Linked DNA regions of Mus musculus: region 2 is linked to region 1. A link is a contact called in public promoter capture Hi-C data. All regions are on one chromosome and are shown on one strand. The core of a region is the stretch at or near the end of the contact, and the rest is flanking DNA. Distances in the headings are between cores, read along the strand shown.

The links. Promoter capture Hi-C pulls out the DNA fragments that hold promoters and counts their contacts.
Region 2: a contact with region 1 is called in a promoter capture Hi-C map of macrophages, with 8 read pairs. The contact joins the enhancer-like site here to the promoter of Rft1 in region 1. A contact is called at or near these places in 15 of 39 promoter capture datasets (the 3T3-L1 cell line, 3T3-L1-derived adipocytes, the SN4741 cell line and 9 more), 7 of 484 Hi-C or Micro-C datasets (B cells, ECoMG myeloid progenitors, bone marrow-derived dendritic cells and 4 more), 3 of 115 datasets of contacts at active chromatin or transcription factors (embryonic stem cells and intestinal crypt epithelium) and 2 of 9 other capture datasets (adipose tissue and pancreatic islet).

The regions. Positions count from the first base shown.
Region 1 is chr14:30,652,976-30,655,675 of GRCm38.p6, reverse strand. It overlaps Rft1 (RFT1 homolog), which reads right to left and starts at 1,301. Exons shown (of 13, transcript NM_177815.3): 1 at 1,201-1,301. The coding sequence starts at 1,263.
Region 2 is chr14:30,694,428-30,697,127 of GRCm38.p6, reverse strand. No RefSeq gene overlaps it. Among named protein-coding and RNA genes, the nearest start is that of Sfmbt1, 20 kb to the left of the region's middle. Within about 2 kb of position 1,322, at least 94 of the 459 cell types and tissues checked have an H3K27ac peak or open chromatin away from gene starts, as enhancers often do. A contact at or near this core is called in 3T3-L1-derived adipocytes, ECoMG myeloid progenitors, adipose tissue and 5 more, where this site is marked.

The DNA of each region.
Region 1 (2,700 bases), core at 52-2,551:
CACTTTGTAAACTGCAGCAAGTACATCAAGAATTCAAGGCCAGCTTGGACTACATAGCAGTATCTTTTCATAAATAAATAAATAAAGCCAGGACTGGTGTCTCATGCCTATAAGCAGAGGCAGGGCATATCTGAGGTCAAAGCCAGCCTGGTCTACACAGTGAGTTACAGGACAGCCAGGGAGGCATAGAGAGATCTTGTCTTTAAAAAAAAAAAAAAAAGAAGAAGAAGACAAAGACGAAGAAGGAAAGAAGGAAGGAAGAAAAGAATAAACCGATGCTCAGAAAAAAAGCCAATTGATTTGAACTTTTTTTTGAGACAAGGTCTAAGTATGTAACCCTATCTAGACTGGAGCTCAGATTGGAACTCACAGAGAACTCAACCTCTTGAGTGTTGGGATGAAAGACTTGAGCTACTACACCTAACCCAAGTAACTCTTATCTTAAAAGGGGCCACCTAACCTGAATCTAATTCAGCCTGCTTCTCTCTCCTAACCTCTTTGTGCCTCTCTAGGATAAAGGTGAAGGTGGACTCTGGACCATGTGGACGAACTAGCAAGTGTCATCTGCAAAAGAAAGAAAAAAAAATACAAAGCCAAAAAAGAGTCTGTCCAAGGACACACAGCAGATGCAGTTTATTAAGTGCACACTAGGATGCTGGTACTGCGCTAAGTGAGCTTATTCAAAAGATCCCAAACAATCCTTGCAAATTGCTTTCTGAATTAGATACTATTACACTCATTTTTGTCAACAAGGAGCTAAAAGCTCAGGGGCTGAAGTGACTTGTCCTAGGTCACTGGACAAGCATTGCCTGAACCCGATCCTTGTTCTTAGCTACGCCATATGGGCTCTCTAAACTCAAAGAGAATCAGAGTTGAAGAACAGTTTTGAGGATCAAGAGTGAAACACTCCAGAAATGAACCCCTTAAAATATCAGATTAAAGTAGCCTCTGTCTACTGTTTGTTGATAGTTGTTTAAACTGTCTCCTATCATCACACGGAAACACAAGGCTCAGAAAGAAAATGGCTTGTTTGTAGTCACCAGCCAAGACTGGGACCGCAGTCTCCCAACTCCTAGACCCGGCGCCCCTCCCCGCCTCCGTGGTCCCCCGTGGAACCCTGTGCAGTGCGGGGGACCCAGAGCAGCTTCCCCGGGAGGCTTGGCCGCGGCACCACGCGCTGGAGCGGGCGCAGCAGAGTACCTGCAGCAGGAGACCCGAGGAGGCCAACCGGGCCGCCTGGCCTAGCACCTCCTGGCTGCCCATAGCCCCAGAGCCACAGCTCCGAGGAGGAAACGGGGCCCGCGCCCGCTTCGTCGCGGAAAAATGGCGTCACGGACAGGCTCGCTCCTGATTGGGTCTTTGACAGCAGGGGCGGAGCACAAGAAGCTGCGACTCCAAACAACTTTTGAGGCTGTGTCTCTTGATTTTCTTGGGGTGTCTTGATTTTTGTTGTTGTTGTTTTGAGAGTGTGTTCAGCGCCGATCCCTGTAGACCATGTTGGCCTAGAACTCGCAGTCTCTGGAACACTGGGATAACTGGGGCGCACCCCTAGCCCCAACTGATATCTTTTGGCTTGATTTTTTTTTTTTTTTTTTTAAGACAGGGTCTCATTATGTAGCCTTGGCTATCATAGAACTCGATATGCAAAGCAGACTTGCCTTGAACTCAGTGATCTGCGGGCTTCGGCTTCTGACTCCCAAGTGCCGCAACTCCAGCTGTTATTTTGAAATAAGGTCTTTCTATGTAGCCAGGGCTGGCCTGGAATTCACTTAGAGAGACTAGGATAGCCTTGAACTCCCGATCCTCTTGTCTCCAGCTCCCAAGTGATGAGAATTAAATATTTATTTGTTTTTGCATAGTGTAGTTGTGTGTGTATCAGTGAACTCTCAGGCATCAGTTCTCTCTTTCCACCTTTACATGGGTTCTGCAGTCAAACTCAGATTGGCAGGCTTACATGGTAAGCTCTTAACCTGCTGGGCTAATTTGCAGGCCTGCTAATTATCTTCCCTGTACTCCTGTTCCCTGTTCCCCAGCAGAAGGCCCTGTTTCAAAGCAAAGGAAAACAGAACAAAACAAGCCAGCAGTGGCTGCTGCGGGACAAAGTGCTCAGCAGAGACTAATCAGTGAGATTCTTGCCATTGGCGATCACACGAATGTAGTTACATAACCCTTCCACCAACTGGGCTGGACAGGACTTCTCCCAATTTTGCAAAGGAAGAACTGAGGACTGAAGGTCAGACACAGAATTTTCATGTATGTAGTTCTCTGTAGAAACCTTCCCAAGGCTCTGATACTTGGCCTGGTTGTCGAGAGGAGAAAAGTAAGCCTTGGAGGTGTGAGGTGCCTTGTTCAAATCTGCACATCATGGGCCTGGGCAGAACAGATCGGGGTCAAGGGTCAGACTGGAAGTACTTTATACTTTTTTTTTTAAAGTGGCCAACATACGCAATCACCATTTTCAAAGCTCTTTGGCCTTCCTTGCTGTCTGGTAACTGCCTGTCATCTTACACATCACTACCATCTTTATCAGTACATTTTAGATGCTCATATTTGGATCCCTTCATCCCAGCACTCAGGAGACAGGTGTATCTCTGAGTTTGAGGCTAGCCTGGTCTATATAGCATACATCAAGAACAGCCAGAAAGACATAGTGGAATTCTGTCTCAAAACAAACAAACAAAAAACCCAGCCCCCTTAGTG
Region 2 (2,700 bases), core at 73-2,572, 41 kb before region 1:
CAAACTGAAGGTCTGGCTTGCTCTCAGTCTGAGATAGAAAATAGGTTTGGAGGGATTCACCACAACTAGTCCCTTAGGATGGACACGAAACCTGCCCCTGACCTCTACCGTGAAGGTCAGAAGCCCCTGCTCTGTGTTGTAGGGATTACATGTGAAACGTCCTATTCATGAGGCTACGGCATCCCTTGGTCAGAGGCAGCCCATGACCATAACTGTATCTCTTAGTTAGCTCTACACTTCTGCTCCATCTTTCTACTCTTCGGAGCCTTAGCTTCCCAGTAATCCCAGCATTCAGAAAACAAAGACAGGGGGTCCCCAGGGAAAACTGGCTGGCTAGAGTAACTGAACTGAGTCTGTGAGCTCCAGGCTCAGTGAGAGACCTCAGTAAAGAGGGCAATGGAGGGAAGATGCCTCAGCTCAACTGGCCTCTGCATATCCATATACACACACCTACACAAACACATCCATATACATGTGAACACACACATGGGCATGTATACATACCATAGGCACAGGTAATAACGCAATACACAATATCAAGAGATAACATCACTTATCATCAAAAAGCACAGCACGTAGACACATTCAGACTCCATGGTGAGCACTACACTGATCTAGCACTCCTACTTGAATGTGGCTGTGTCCAGGCTCTGGTCTTGAAGTACACAGGCCCACTAGCTCTCAACTCCCCATCCCACCACTGAGGGACTGCTCAACTCTGACTCCCCTGGGCTTCTATGATTTTTTTTTTTTGTTTTTGTTGTTGTTGTTCTGAGATAGTATCTCATTCCGTAGCCCAGGCTATAAACAAACTTCCTGTTCATCTTCCCAAGTGTTGGGATTAGAAGTGTGTGCTACGCTCTTGTCTTCTTGCTCCTGCTCTGTCTTTTTGTCCCTTATCCCCTCTCTCCCCAACTTCCTCCCCCACCTCTCCCTCCATATGCTCATGGCCAGCCTCCTCTCTCTCTCTTTCTCTCTCTCTCTCTTTCTCTGCCTCTACTACCCCTTTACCTCCCATCCTCATGCCCTGAATAAACTGTATTCTATTCTATACTATAAAAAAAAAGAAGTGTATGCTATCTATATACCTGGTTTCATAATGTGAAAAACACACACACACACACACACAGAGAGAGAGAGAGAGAGAGAGAGAGAGAGAGAGAGAGATCCCTGATGGGTGCTTGAAAATATAGACATGAACATAAGCTAATTTCCCACTGATGATGTAGAAGAAATAAGATAACAGGACACCCTCTGGTGGCCTTCCATCCAGTGCCAGGCCTTCCATTACTCGGTCTGTTGCAAGGATTGCCAAGAGGAAGCAGAGGCAAGAATAACCCGTGGACTTGGGCACTGTGCCCATGAGCCCTGCTGGCAGCCAGAACCACACGATTTCACTCAGTTACAAAAGAAACAAATGTACGCAGCTCTGTCCTTCAATTGCCCCCCATGGTCTGACATCTGCACACCTGCAGAACATGTTCTTGTCATTACAGACATGCCTCTTAGGGACATCAGAGGCCACATGGGGAAGAGAGTAATCTTCAGCTCTAATTTGAGAACATAAAGATGTACCATGCTAGTCTGTCTTTTTCTGAAATTATGTCAACACGCTAGGGAAACAAGAAAGACTATGTGAGGAACATCTCTATTCTGTCCAAGTATGTACAGAGGAAAACACTGCTGTTTGTCTTCTGGCGACAATGGCTTATTCTCTGGAGTCTTTGTGATTTCTCCCATGGAACCCAAGGCAGGCTCTGTCTGGAGGAGTGGGGCAGACAATGTTGTGGGGCTAGACCTTTACCCATGAAGTCTGAAGTTCCGGGATTGCCAGCTTCTCTTTGTGAGCTGATGCCTAACTCTCCCAAGAACTGAAAGCCCTTCTGAGAGGGGCCTCTGGCAACCTTGTTCACTCTATCACCATTCACGATACCCTTTTTCTCCTGAGGCAGGGTCTCTGTAGCCTAGGCTGGCCTCCTTCTGTCACGCTTCCTGAGTGCTGGGATTGGAGGCTCAGCTCATCACACCTACTATGTCATGATTTTCAAAGAAGGTTCCTAAGAGTGAGGAGTGTGTGAGACAGGGTGAAGTCTGGTCTCCCCCAGACTTCCCTTTTTCTCACTCAGCAGGCCTGCAGGAAGCCACACTAGATCCACACACTGGAAAGAGTGCCAGGATCTCCCAGACAGGAACTAGAAACATGCCTTCATTTGTCGCCTCCCAATGTGAGTAAAGCAGTCATGTCTTAGTTAGTCAGTGTTCACTGATGGGCACTGATGGAGAACCCAACTTCATTCCACAGCCCAGGCCTTGTGACAGATGACAGAGGTGTGGATAAGATTCAGAGTAGGAGGCTGGTGGGAAGGAAGGCCTGGGGCTGTGACATTTTCACCTTCTGTCCCCAGTGACCCAGGGAAGACAGGTGACTTCTACCTAAGGCATTTGCCAAGCCAGAGAGACATTATTGTAAGCCATTCCAATCATGATGGCTACTCTTACGGCCCAGACTACTCTTACGGCCATTTCCATCAAGATGCAGGCAGCAAGCTCCACCCTACAGGCTGTCTATGATTAGGCCACCAATCTCTGAGCTTGCCCCAAGATCAGGTCACAAAATCTTACCACCACTCCTAGGCCACCCTGGAAAGTCACTCGCCCTTAAGAAGCACCTATATAAAGCCTGCTCAGGCTTCTGCTTCG